Regions from separate parts of the Mus musculus genome. Here region 1 is linked to region 2. A link is a contact called in public Hi-C data. All regions are on one chromosome and are shown on one strand. Each heading gives the region's core, a stretch centred on a gene start, on an enhancer-like site or on the middle of the called end of the contact. The rest is flanking DNA. Distances are from core to core; before and after follow the strand shown.

Region 1 (6,204 bases), core at 2,710-5,209, 81 kb after region 2:
TCTCTGTTAGAGAGGGACAGAGGGGCTGTTGGAACAAAGAAGAGAAAGGAATCTTTGGCTGAATTTATGGCTCAGATAGAATGAGCTGGAAAACCCATGTTTCTCATAACTGGCACAGGTTGGTTACTTGCAGTAGAAGAGGAGACAAAAATGTATAGAACAGACTTTCTGCCCAGAAAAGACACTTCAACTACAAAGCTTGTCATATGTTCCTCTGACAGTGGATCCTGGGCTCCTAATGGAGTTATCAGTGAAGCATCTATCTATATGGTATATGTATGTATCTTTGACTTTAAAAACAAAAGACAAAAACCAAAAAAGTTCTTTGTCTTTCTCTCTGTCTCTGTCTGTCTCTGTTTCTGCCTCTCTGTCTCTGTCTCTCTTTGTCTCTGTCTGTCTGTCTGTCTGTCTGTCTGTTTATCTGTCCCTCTCCCCTCTTTGTGTGTGTGTGTGTAAATGCAGGTGTACATACCTGACATTTGATACAGAGACCAGAGTTCAATGTTGGTTATCTTCCTCTTGCTCTCCACCTAAGTTTGAAAGAGGGTCTCCCACTGACCTAAAGCTCACTGTTTCATTTCTGTTAGATTGGGGGACCAGCAAGCTCTTGGAAGTCTACTTGTCTCTGTCCCCCAGAGACATGCTTCAATAAGGCCAGCTTCTACATGAATGTTGAGAATTTTCTCATGTTCATCCAGCAAGGCCTTTCTACAGTGAGCCGTCTCTCCAGTCTTGACTTATTTTAAGGGTGTGCACTAAGTATCTGTGTCTCACTTGGTCTTACTGAAATACGCTGCATATCATGACACAGCATGGAAATATCCCTAGGCCTTACCTCGGCAGGTCCTGTTGTCTGTGTGGAGGATGTAGCCAAAGCGGCAGGAGCAGTAGTAGCCACCGATGTAGTTGTGACAGTAGTGGTCACAGGACAGCTCTTCATCTTCCCTCTCCTTGCACTCATCCACATCTGTGGGGCAGGCAGAGCCTCTTGTCAGTCACCACATGTGTGATGATTAAGCCATATTTATAAAACACTTACGGTCACTCATTCTTTGGGAAGGGTCATGCTTTTCTTTCATTTGATCCTGTATAAAGACCAGAGTTGGCCATTGTCTCCATTGGTCAGAGGAGGTAGGCAGAACACAGAGAAGTCAGGCAACTTGCCCAAGATCAAAGAGAGCTAGGTTTGAACCTTGCCAATATGAGTCTTGGTAGAAGTAATCACCACATCTTGGTTATGATAATTGATAATTACTATACTACACCACCATCCTATTCCTTTGGATAGAAAACTCCTGGTGGGGGGGGGGGCGGGGGTTCTTGGAGAGCTTGGCTCACCACCACACCCCCATTCCCTCTGATATAGATTGAGTCCCGTCCTAGATGTTTGAACATCCGTTTTTCCTGTAGGCATATAAGTGGCCAGTATATATATATGTATATATATGATGTCCACCATTATTAGTCATCAAAGGATAGAATTTAAGCAACACATATTCACCACAGTAAATAAGAATGAGGGAAAATGATTGACAGTGTTTAATGTTGGTGAGGACATGGATCCACCATAAATGTCATACTCTGATATACAAATTACATGATTATTTGGAAAAATCTGGCAATTTCTTATGAGACTAAACACAACTGTCTTCAAACCAGTGATTCTATGTCTAAATAGTCACAATAAACAGGGAAACATATATTCACAAAAGACTGTAACAATCTTTATCTTATAAGGAGTGTAAAAAAAAATAAGTGAAGCCTAGGTATCCCTCAATGGGAAATGAACAAAATCTTTACAGTGTATTCATTAACACTGTGGAACACAGTTCTGTCCAGGGAGCTATAACAACCTAGTTGAAGCTTTCCAACTTTATACCATCCCCAACTATACTTCCTGTATGTTCATTTATGTGAAATTTTGGAAGCAAAACTAATCTACAGAGGAAGAGGAGGAAGAAGAAGAGAAAGGAATAGATATGTACAAAATACCAGAAATGCACATGTAAGATTTATACATTTTATTATATGTATATTCTACAGCAAAACAAAGCATTGTTAATAGGTGTTGAACTAGGAAGCAATATAATGATATTTGCCATTACTTTAGAATATATCAATAAAGATTAATTGTTGGCTGAGTGGTAGCTAGCTAGATGGGTGGATTTGAGATGCAAAAGTGCAGGAAGCCACTGCAGGCAGAATCCATGGGGGTGGATGTCAGTCAAGGAAAGAGCACAAGGGAGTTTTCATCTCTGGAGATAAGGGGAGACCTGAAGATGAGGCAACTTACCTACAGCCATGTAGTGGGCGTCGAAGCCTGTGAATCGTTCCTCATTGGAGAAATCTGACCGGAAAGTGACAGACATGAAGGTGCCAGGCGAAAGAACCACTTCCTGGCCGGGGGTCTGCTCAGTATCGGTGGTCTCCCTGCCACAAAAGGTTGCCAGCACCTGGTCTTCTGTTTCTACCTTTGGGGACAAAGTGAAAAGGAATAAAATGAGTGCCTTCCCCTGTCAGCCTCTCTCGGGTTCTTCAAGAAGACTGAGAACAGGTCTGCCCACAAGCAGATGAGGCAGCATTGGAAACTCAAAGAGAGGGAGCTAGGAACAGATCTGCTGACGACATGGGACTGGTGTAAGCGAATGTGGCCATGTGATCAGTTCTGTTTGTTTGGTTCGATTTCCTCAGCAGGCACTTGGTGTGTGTCTCCTCTTTGCCATCTGGATGAGTTATTCTTTGAAAACAATTCCATGGAAAACTTGAAAAGAGCTAGATAGCCTCACAAATAGATTCTATATGCAGCTAACCATGCTTCCTGGGAAAAGAGACACTCCACACAATAAGCCATTCACAGAGCATCCAGTGTGTGCCTGCCACTGTACCAAGCTCGAGGAGACAGGGTGATGAAAGACAGGCAAAGTTCTGTGGGACAGTGGTGTTCAGACCAACAGACACAAGTGGGGCTGGAACAGTGTGATGAGCGAATTCACAGAAGCAGTCAGGACTTGAAGGGTTCCCAGCGTAACACAAAGCTACAGGGCATTAAGAGAGTTTTGTTTTCAATCGGCATTTCCCCAGCCCACAGACTAGAACCTGGCACATAGTTATTTATCCAATAAATATTTGCTAAGAAGAACTTAAACTTCAAGACACATTACGGGGACTCTGAGGAGCCAGAGAGTCGGTGAGAATTGCAGGAGGAAACTGTGTTTGGAAGGACATTGCAGCCTGCTCTGGTTGACCTTTGGTAATGTTAATGGTGTGAGTGGAAGACATTAAAATTTTTTGAGCAAGAAGTCATGTACTCATAACTACATTTAATAGGTAGTCCTGAAACATTTAGAAACTGCTTTTTGGAGGCCTCCAGAGGTTACATGCATGTACACATGCCGAAATCAGACTCAGCATTTCCCTACTTGATAAAAGAACTCTGTACTTTGGAAGGGCCTGGGACCCTTGTGAAAATTTGGATAACAAAGTAGAGAGAACCTATTGCTTGCCTAAAGCTGACTTTACATGTCTGGCCCTGGGAAAGAGCTGGTTGGTGCTATTGACTACGCACATTTAACCTACTTCCTTACTCCTACCCAAGCAGCTTACAGCCCACTTGATTCTTTTAAGCTTATATTTCTGTTTGTTAACATCTGCACTGGTGTTTTAACCAACCTACAGGAGAAGGTCCAATGGAGAATGGTTTCTGTCACCAAAAGGAATTTCTCAAAGGCTGTCTGTCTCGAGTGGCTTCTAATGAGTCCATTGTTGTGTCCCTAAGCCTAGTATGGCAGGATATCTTGACATCTGACACTTCTGTTTTGAAACTAATGGTTTATTTATTTAAAATAAGAAGGAAAGCAATTTGCCCCTGGCAACAAAACACAAGGACAATTAATCACTAATGTCGGGAACTGAAGTGTAAACAGAAGATGAGCTCATGGCCTTGCTATTTGTTCTCTCTGTGCAGATAGTAGCGATCTCCCACAGACTCTAGCTGCAGAATGTGCCTTTCTCTACACAGCTGAACTGCCACTCTTTGCCTTCCAGCAGCTATGCTAACATGGTTAATGGGGGTTTCCAGATAACTGAAGGTTTTCTAACAGTAATCCTTAAAATCCTTTTCTATTAGGGTAGAGCACTTCCTTTTTTTTTTTTTAAGTGTTTTATGTAAATCACAATTTTCTTAAGTAAAACACACTAAGCTTCCCTGGGTGAATTCAAACATCACAAATGTCAAGTGTCATTATACTACATTAGAGTGGGACCCTGGGGATACTGAGCCCTTCTACTGTTTGCCCTGCCTGGAACACTGCTCAGCTGTATGCCTCTGCAGTTTTTACAACTTTTTAATGAAGTGGTTTATGTTGGTGTACAGTAGTAGCCCTACTTTCTGTCTGCCTATTTTTAATATGCTATAAATTAGAACCTATTTACACTGCTCTTGTTGGAATTTAATAGAAACGAGATTTAATAGATTTAGAAGAAGGACTAAGGGACGAGGTTCTTCAGTGGGTAACTGCAAAACCCCAGCGTTCTAACTTGATGTTAGTTGTCTCTAGTACCATCAGAGTATAGCCCTATAGGCCTGTAGATATCTCAACACACAGGTCTAGGATGACTAGTGAAGATAAGATTATTTGTGAACCATATTGACACAGTTGAGAATTGAATACTACTGAACTGTCAGAACTTAAGCAATAAGGACCATAGCGCAGAAACCTCTCTGTAGCCTGGCAGTCCCGCAGCCTCTTGGATTTTGCAGTGTGCAGGGCACGGGCTCTTTCAAGCAAAATCGGCCACAGATAATCTGGAATAGAGATCTACTTGGGACCTAGAATGGATTTTCTCACTCCTTGCAACGTCTGGGATGAAGGCTATTTTCATGATGGTAAGCAATCGCCACCTAAGGTTTACCCCAGTCTAGAGAACAGGGATGCATGCTCTAGCGGAAAGCCAAGAAAACTGAGTCATAGAGATATTTGTAGAAGCAGACAAGAGACAGTCTGAGGTCCTAACAATTCAGCCTGCAGCCCAGAATAGAAGTGGAGTTTACTGCGGATGAGGAGGACCTGCAAGAGATTTAGTTTCTCTTCTTCCAGAGGAAGCTGAGACCCAGAGGGGAAGTGACTTCAGAAGAGCTGAGAGATAACTTGAGCACTTCTGATAGCATGTTTTGCTTTTGAGAAGGTTCTGGGACTCAGGGAAGAGGCACCAACACAGAGAGTGCGATGCGACACAGAGCGTGACAAAGGACACAGACACTCCGCCAAACAACTTTCCTGGCTCGAGAGCCACTTGAAACCTTATCTTGAGTTCATGGGTTTTTCTCCCAGAGAGAATGTGGCTGAGTGACAGCTCAAGCCATAAGCTAAATAAAAGGCTCGGTGACCCTGGCAAACATTTATATCCCACTGTTATAAAATGCTGCAAGATCATTTGGCTCTGAGTATAGCAAGATTGAGCCATGGCTTCTGTTTTGACTGTCCTTGTATCTAGACCCCAATGTGGTGGAGGCAGCTTATCATGTGAAACATGGAATTTATAACTAGAGGCCCCTGCGACTGAGGATCACAGACTCTGCACTTCCTATTTCCTATTGATGGCAACTATATTACTGTAAGCTACTGTTATTTAGGGCATCAGTATGTGGCTGCATGTCATCAGTTTGGTTTCTTTTAACTCAGTTGTCCTGATTTCTGTCCGGACTATAATATGAAAACTGTTCAAAAATTACTTACTTTGTGACATGAGCTAACAAGCATGCACCTTGCCTCTGGGGATGTGAAATTTAGTAGGAAAATAATAAAAATGCTCAAATGTGTGCCCTGTGATAGTGCTAGGGTATAAGAACTGCAATGAAAATGGGCAGCCTTGGGCTTTAGGGAAGGAAACCAGATGTATCCAGCTGAGAAGGTCCAGGAGATCTTTAGGAGCTGGAAGACACAGTTCAGTTGTAGAGCACTTGTTTGGCATCACTCACAACCAACACCAAAACCCTTCTGAAACCTACTCTGGGCCCGTGAAGAACATTTCATGCTTATTTTAGGCAGACATCAGCATCCGTGCTGGAATACCTTATTAACAATATAGCTGATCTGGGGCCCTAGGATTTCCTTCTTGTATCATTCTAGGGTTGTTCCAAAGAAGAGCTGGTGGAAACCTGGAAGGTGGTAGCCATTACTCTGGGATTAAGCCTATTTTCATGAT
Region 2 (6,827 bases), core at 2,713-5,212:
TCATTGGGGATGGTGTGGGCAGTTAAAAAGCGAGTTTGAAAGATAGGCTTCCTGGCTCTGTTTTGAGTGTGTTTGTGGGTAATTTCCATGGTTCCTCACAGCAAGTCTCTAATGAGGACCCAGAGGAGAAGGAGGTTCCAGTCTGGCTTGAGCGTTGGAATGGCGCTGCACTTGGTGATCTGTTGCTTTCCCTGTGTAGGCACTGAGAACTTCCTCACCATTCCTCTTTCCTTTCTCACGTTGGTGCCTACAGACACAGAGCCAACTGTGCTATGTCCCTCTCTATTGCTCTGCCACCCACCATTCAAGCAACGGTTTCGTTTTATTTCCCTGGTTTCTGCAGTTGCAGCATTTGTGCTCATATCTGAAGATTTGGAACTGGCAGCCACAGATGAGAAACAACATGCAGTTTCTCTTTCTGGGTATGGGTTACCTCACTTAGTCTTATTATTATTATTATTTTCTAGTTCCATCCATTTACTGGAACAGACTTTGGAGAAATGTCATCATGTTTTTTTGATGATCCAATTGTTTCAGAGATGACCCGTTTAAACTTCTCCAAGTGAATTTCACTTGTCTTTTTAAATTTTAACATGACTCCAGGAATCTTTGATAGCTGGTCCAGTAATATTTTCCAGGCTTGCTTTATGCTTTATTGACCTAGATCTAAAGCAATTAGATACAGAATTGCAGGGAATTCTGATCGCTTTTAGTGGGAAATATGATTTAGGGGACACAAATGGAGGGTTGGATGCTATGTCATACCTAAGAATGTGGGGCAGGGCAGACTGGGTATAGATATCACGATATGATGTTAACTGTGCTCATTGCTTCTGAGATGGAGGGATTGATTTCCTGAATGTCTGTTCAGTGAACAAAGACACAAACTTAATTTTTTGAGACTGGTCTTATTATGAAGCCCAGGCTGAAACTGGACTCACATTACTGCCTGTATCACCAGAGTGATGGACTGCAGGCATACATGGAGCCCAGGCTGAAACTGGACTCACATTACTGCCTGTATCACCAGAGTGATGGACTGCAGGCATACATGGAGCCCAGGCTGAAACTGGACTCACATTACTGCCTGTATCTCCAGAGTGATGGACTGCAGGCATGTATCATGATACCCAGGAGGCTTCATAATTTTCATTGGCATCACAATTTTTAAAAAATATAACAATAAATTTCCAATGAAAATTTAATTTATGATATATTTTATAAATTTCTCATTGTGTTTTTATTGTCATGGAAATTTTGGTCCCTGGTGACAGTAACACAGTGTCTAATGTTGCGTCTTATTCTTCTTTTAACAACAATAAGAACGGAAATGGGGAGAAGCTTCCGCCAGCAAAGTGCTTTGTGAAAGCATGAAGACCTGAGTTTGGATCCACAGTACCCACATAAAAGCTGTGCATAGGGGCATGCATCTGTGAACCAGTGCTGGGGCCTCAGGATGGGGTGGGGGTGGGGAAACAGGGGGATTTACAGAGCTTACCAGTGACCAATCTAGTTGAACTGGTGAGCTCCAGGGTCACTGAGAGACTTTGTCTTAAGTGATTAGGATAGAAGATACTCAGCATTGACCTTTGGCTTCCACACACTTCTACACACATGTGAATACATACATGCAGGCACACAATACACACATGTGCACACATACACACACATGCACACATACACACACATGAGTACATACCAGCATACACACATATATGTAACACACATACACATATACGCACATATGCATACATACATACACAGAAGCACACACAGATACATAATATACACACACATACATGCACACAAATATATACACATACATACATGCACACACATATACATAATCACACACACAAGTACACACACATGCACACGTGCACACACACACATGACAGAAAAAAAAAAACCAGGGTTATCTGTAATTTTAGCAGTCTGGAGGCTGAGATAGAAGGTTATTAGTTGAGGCCAACCTGGACTACATGAGAAATGTCAGGACTGCTTGGATTATATAGGAGAGCCTGTCTCAAAAAGTGTATTGCTGGGCGTGGTGGCACACACCTTTAATCCCAGCACTGGGGAGGCAGAGGCAGGCGGATTTGAGACCAGCCTGGTCTACAAAGTGAGTTCCAGGACAGCCAGGGCTATACAGAGGAACCCTGTCTCAAAAAAACCAGAACCAAAACCAAAACCAAAAAAAGTGTGTTAATAACTATCATTATTGCTGAAAATAGCTCAATATTTCTTGGCAGTTCTGTTCCTATTCCTACAATCAATCAGCCTTAGGGTAGATGGAAGTGTAGTCAATTCATGTTTTAGGTTCAATCAATATAATTTACCTATTAACTTTCATTTGTTTTATTTCTTTGAGTTTTAAGGATACAGAGAAGCTGAATTTTTGCCGGGTGTTTGTGGCACACGCCTTTAATCCCAGAACCCAGGAGGAAATGGCAGGAGGATCTCTGAGTTTGAGGCCATCCTGGTCTACAGAGCAAGTTCCAAGACAGCCAGGGCTATACAGAGAAACCCTGTATATATATATATATATATATGCAGAGAAAATACGTATCCATACAAAAATAAACAAATCTTTAGAAAAGAAAGGTTAAGAAGATTCTGTGGGACTGAAGAGGTGACTGGTTAAGGGCATGCACCACCCTTCTAGAGGATTGGAGTTCCATTCCCAGCACCCACACTTGGTGGCTCAAAAATGCCTGTGGCTATAGCTCCACTGAATCTTATGTGTCTGGCTTCCGAAGGCATATGCACTTTTGTGTGCATATCCACACAGAGACATGGACATACATACATAATTAAAAACAAAATTGATATGGAATACTTTTGTGGTAGAGAACTACCTAGGGTAAAAGGTAAGAACACTAGAGGCTTGGAAGGCAGAGGAGTTGCATAGTGGTAGTGGAGGCAGCAAGTGAACTTCTCCTGGATGCATGAGAGAAGAAATCTGGGAAGAAAAGAGAAATGGAAGCAACGTGAGTTGTGAATCTGCACCATCTATGTCCCCTTTGGGGAAAAATGTACATGGATTATTCTGAAATTACTTTTTGGGTGGCTCTTGCATTATGTCTGGATGTTAAGTAAAGTGTCACGTAGAGATTGAGCTATGTGGATTGTATCTTCAATGGGGCAACAGATCGTCAAATGGAAACACTTAAGAGTGCATGGGTACTGCACTAAGATCTAAGCTGGCTGTCCGTGAAGGCAGGTTATGAATAAATTAACACGTGTTTGAGTGTCTGTGCTCACTGAAGATATCCACATTCTTACACAGGAGGTACAGGTCCTTTAATTATAAGCAGACCTACAAGGCAAGACTGAACCAGACCAGATGTCCATTGACATCCTCATGCTTGATTCCAGGTCTCTGGCAAATAGAATTACATCAATCATTGGCAAACTTCCTAAAAAAGAAATAAAGCACATCAATGGAAAAATGAAATTTGAATCTAAGTGGAGGCAATGCAGACATTGACCAGAATAGCCTGGGGAATCAAATAGGACTCAGATTGCTGCTGTAGCGGGAGGAGCCACGCCCTGGCTCTGAGCGCTCCCGCCCATGGCCCGAGGGGTGATGGGAACTCTGCTTCAGGAAGAGCCGCTTGTGCTTGCAGCGTCCTGGGAAGGTTGCGGCCTCTCAGCGCGCCTTTCCTCTGATCAGCCTCAGTGTAGGAACCCTACTGATATCTGCTCACCACCACACAGTTTAATCTCCATATTATTGCACTGATGTTTATCCCGAGATAATGTCCCCTGTTTCTGCTTGCGCCACTCTGGTTTCAACTCCAGCTTCTAAAAGTCCATGTAAATTGTCCACATATCTATCACTCTTACCCTCTCAGGCCCTGCTCCTCCCCGCCCCTCCCCCCCAATGAGGCACATTAGAAAAGGTCGGTTGAGGACACAGGCTTCTGAAAAGTCACAGTCCTAGCAAGCGTTTAGCTTTGCCTGTCACATTCCAAAGTACATGTTCTGGACTGCATTTCCTGTCTTGTGCTCTTCGGAGAGGACAGCTGTTGACTTTGCCTCAGATCCATCCTTCAGGCCACTAAGCCAGCTGTCGTTGTTAAGACATGGCTGTCGAGTGGCTCAGGCTAGCCATCAAATGCACAAAACCACACAAAAGCACACCATGGCTACAGCACTGGGATTCTTGAATGGGAAACCCTCCATTAATGCAATGTGGATGGGGCTTGTTATTGGCCAACACCCCTTCCGACCTGTCAAACAGCACAGCAGAGCCATTGTGATACTCTAAGAAGGTGATTGACACAGACATGCCCCCTCCCTGACTCTTCCTGCCCTCTGGACACAGAGCACTTAGTGAGAGGAGACTGAGGTGGAGTCTAAGTCAGGTTTTGGCTGGAACAAGATGTATGAAAAGTCTAGCAGACAGTTAAGAGTTCCGAGGTGGTGAGCTCTGCGGCTGGGGGCTGGGTTCGTGATGACCCTGCAAGTCTTCATCCCAGCAGGAGCAGGTGGAGAAAGAATTAGAAAGATGGAGGAGCATTACAGATTGGCCATTGAGCCACTCAGGAAACAACAACAATGCGTTAATAGGTTTTATTGAGAGCAGGGAGGAGTATGCCTTAATAGGTTTTATTGAGAGAAAGTGCCCAGGGGAGCCAGGAAGGAATGGGTTGCTGGGTGGAATTTTGGAGAAAGAAAATAGATCTTAGAGGCAGCTGTCATGTAGGAAATGCTGGGTTGAGGCTGAAGCATATGTCACCCGGCTCCTCTGGGAGAGAGAGACATCAATAATCCTACCAATTATTTCTTTACTGCCTCTCCGGCTTGTGTTTTTCCTTCGGTTCTGTACCATGAAGAGCCGAACCCCCTTCCCACAGTCATCCCAATGCGCAATGGAAGATGCAGGGGATCCCATCTCTATCTGAGTGAGCTGCCTTACACACACACACACACACACACACACACACACACACACACACACACCTCTTTCCTTCCCCTCCCCCATGTGTCTCATTTGCCCTGTTTCCCCTGCTCCCCCTTTCGAGGCACATAGCCTCGTTAGAGATGGATGACATGTGTGCTTACAGTGAACTCCTCTCATTTTGTATTCTGTGCTATGGCAGAAGCCACAGGGACTGACGCTGTAGGTCCTTTTTGGTCCCCAGGCCTCCCGGGTGAAGCCTGTCCTTGTGGCTGGCTCTCTTGCAGCATCTGTGCTCACATCTTACATCAGCATCCCCTTGGCCCTGTGTTCACCTGTTGGAGCTTGTTAAGGAGAGCAAGGTGCAGCAGGTGTGTGAACAGTGACAGCGTGCCCTGTGCCGTCTAAACGTGTCAGTGTTGAGTTCCCTGGACCGGCCTCTGGGATGAGGATGCCAGCTTGCTGGGAAGTGCTCTGGAGAGCGGAACTCCTGTGAGATGAGGGAGGCAGGATAGCTACGAAGAGCTGAGGTGCAGTATGGTGCATTTAAGCCTCAGCTCAAGCAGTGGGAAGCATTGAGAGAACACTTCAGGGTCACCCCTAGTTAGGCACAAGGAATAGCTCCTGTATGCTCCCGTTAGCCACTGGCCTTGTGGGGCTCTCTGAGGGGCAATTCGCAGTGAATTATCAGGGACACGGACAGCTCCTCACAGGAGAGGCGTGGTGGGGTCTGGAGGAGCTTGCCTTCACCTTCCCAGTAAAAGTGGCTGCCTACACACCACCTTTACTTCTACGGTCACAGAGTTTCTAGAGTCTGGAATCTTAAGTCCTCAGCATGCCATTAGACCAAAAGAAAGCCAGCACACAGGTAGAGGGAAACAGGTGTGTTTACTGTGTGGACCAGAAGTAGGGAGAGAAAAGTTCTTAGTTTCTCTCCATCTTCCCAGGAGCAGCATTGTGATTTTTAAAGCCAGGGAATATGTACAAATAGCTGTGGCTAGAGGCTAGTCGATCAAAGTGGTATGCGGTGCTGCTCCTCTGGCCCCTGGGCTTCAGCTTTTTTCTCTCTCTGAGCTTGTGGCCCTGGGGAAATTTTGTTTTTCATTGTTCCTATTACAGTGATGGTGTCGAAGAAGGACTGTAAGTCAGACTAGTCCAGAAGGCCAACCTGAGGTCATTCTATGGCTGAACTGGCAAAGCAAATGGAGTGACTCCTTTTGAGAGTTTAATGGAGGCAGGACTGTGTACAACTCTGGCAGCTTGTGAAGTCACAAGGGGCAGAAGCTGCACACAGCTAAGGTTTCTGAGCTCACTCACTGTGATCACAGCTGACCTAGAGATCATGAAAGCTCACTCTCCCTCAGAAGAAATGTAATAATAACTCACGAGTACGTGACACTTCTCATGCAAGTCAGCTATGGTTCTGTGTATAGTTAAGGCAGTTTTAAGAACTGTGTTTTACATACCTGTAAGAAAATTAAGAGACTGCTGCTTCCCCCGAACCCCTTCCTGCTCACCCCACTCTGAGATGGGGTTTTTCTGTGTGGCTTTAGCTGTCCTGGAACTCATTCTGTAGACCAGGCTGGCGTTGAACTCAGAGATCCACCAGACTCTGTCTCCTGTGTGCTGGCATTCAAGTGGTGGCCCTACCACCACCTGGTTGATTTATTGGTTTTATAGGTAGGAAATCATAGTGTAGGGAGATTATTCTAGTTTGGTTTCTAGTGCTGTGATAAACACTATGGCCAAAAGCAGCTTAATTAGGAAAGGGTTAATTTCATTCTGAGGGAAGTCAGGGCAGGAACTCAAGGCAGGAACCAAAGCGGATGCCATCAAGGAACATTTACAGTCTCTATCCCATGTCTTGTGTGACCGGCATATTTATATAACCCAGGACTACGTCCCAAGGGATGAAACTGCC

The links. A called contact is a pair of places that touch in the nucleus more often than the background predicts.
Region 1: a Hi-C map of liver shows a contact between it and region 2, with 6 times the contacts expected there. The contact joins two enhancer-like sites. A contact is called at or near these places in 2 of 484 Hi-C or Micro-C datasets (liver and myocytes), 2 of 115 datasets of contacts at active chromatin or transcription factors (embryonic stem cells and pancreatic cancer cells) and 1 of 9 other capture datasets (pancreatic islet).

Annotation. Positions count from the first base shown.
Region 1 is chr16:23,493,787-23,499,990 of GRCm38.p6, forward strand. It overlaps Masp1 (mannan-binding lectin serine peptidase 1), which reads right to left. Exons shown (of 11, transcript NM_001359083.1): 3 at 2,294-2,471; 4 at 836-967. Among named protein-coding and RNA genes, the nearest start is that of Masp1, 24 kb to the right of the region's middle. Within about 2 kb of position 3,960, at least 93 of the 459 cell types and tissues checked have an H3K27ac peak or open chromatin away from gene starts, as enhancers often do. A contact at or near this core is called in liver and myocytes, where this site is marked.
Region 2 is chr16:23,412,924-23,419,750 of GRCm38.p6, forward strand. No RefSeq gene overlaps it. Among named protein-coding and RNA genes, the nearest start is that of Rtp1, 13 kb to the right of the region's middle. Within about 2 kb of position 3,963, at least 46 of the 459 cell types and tissues checked have an H3K27ac peak or open chromatin away from gene starts, as enhancers often do. A contact at or near this core is called in liver and myocytes, where this site is marked.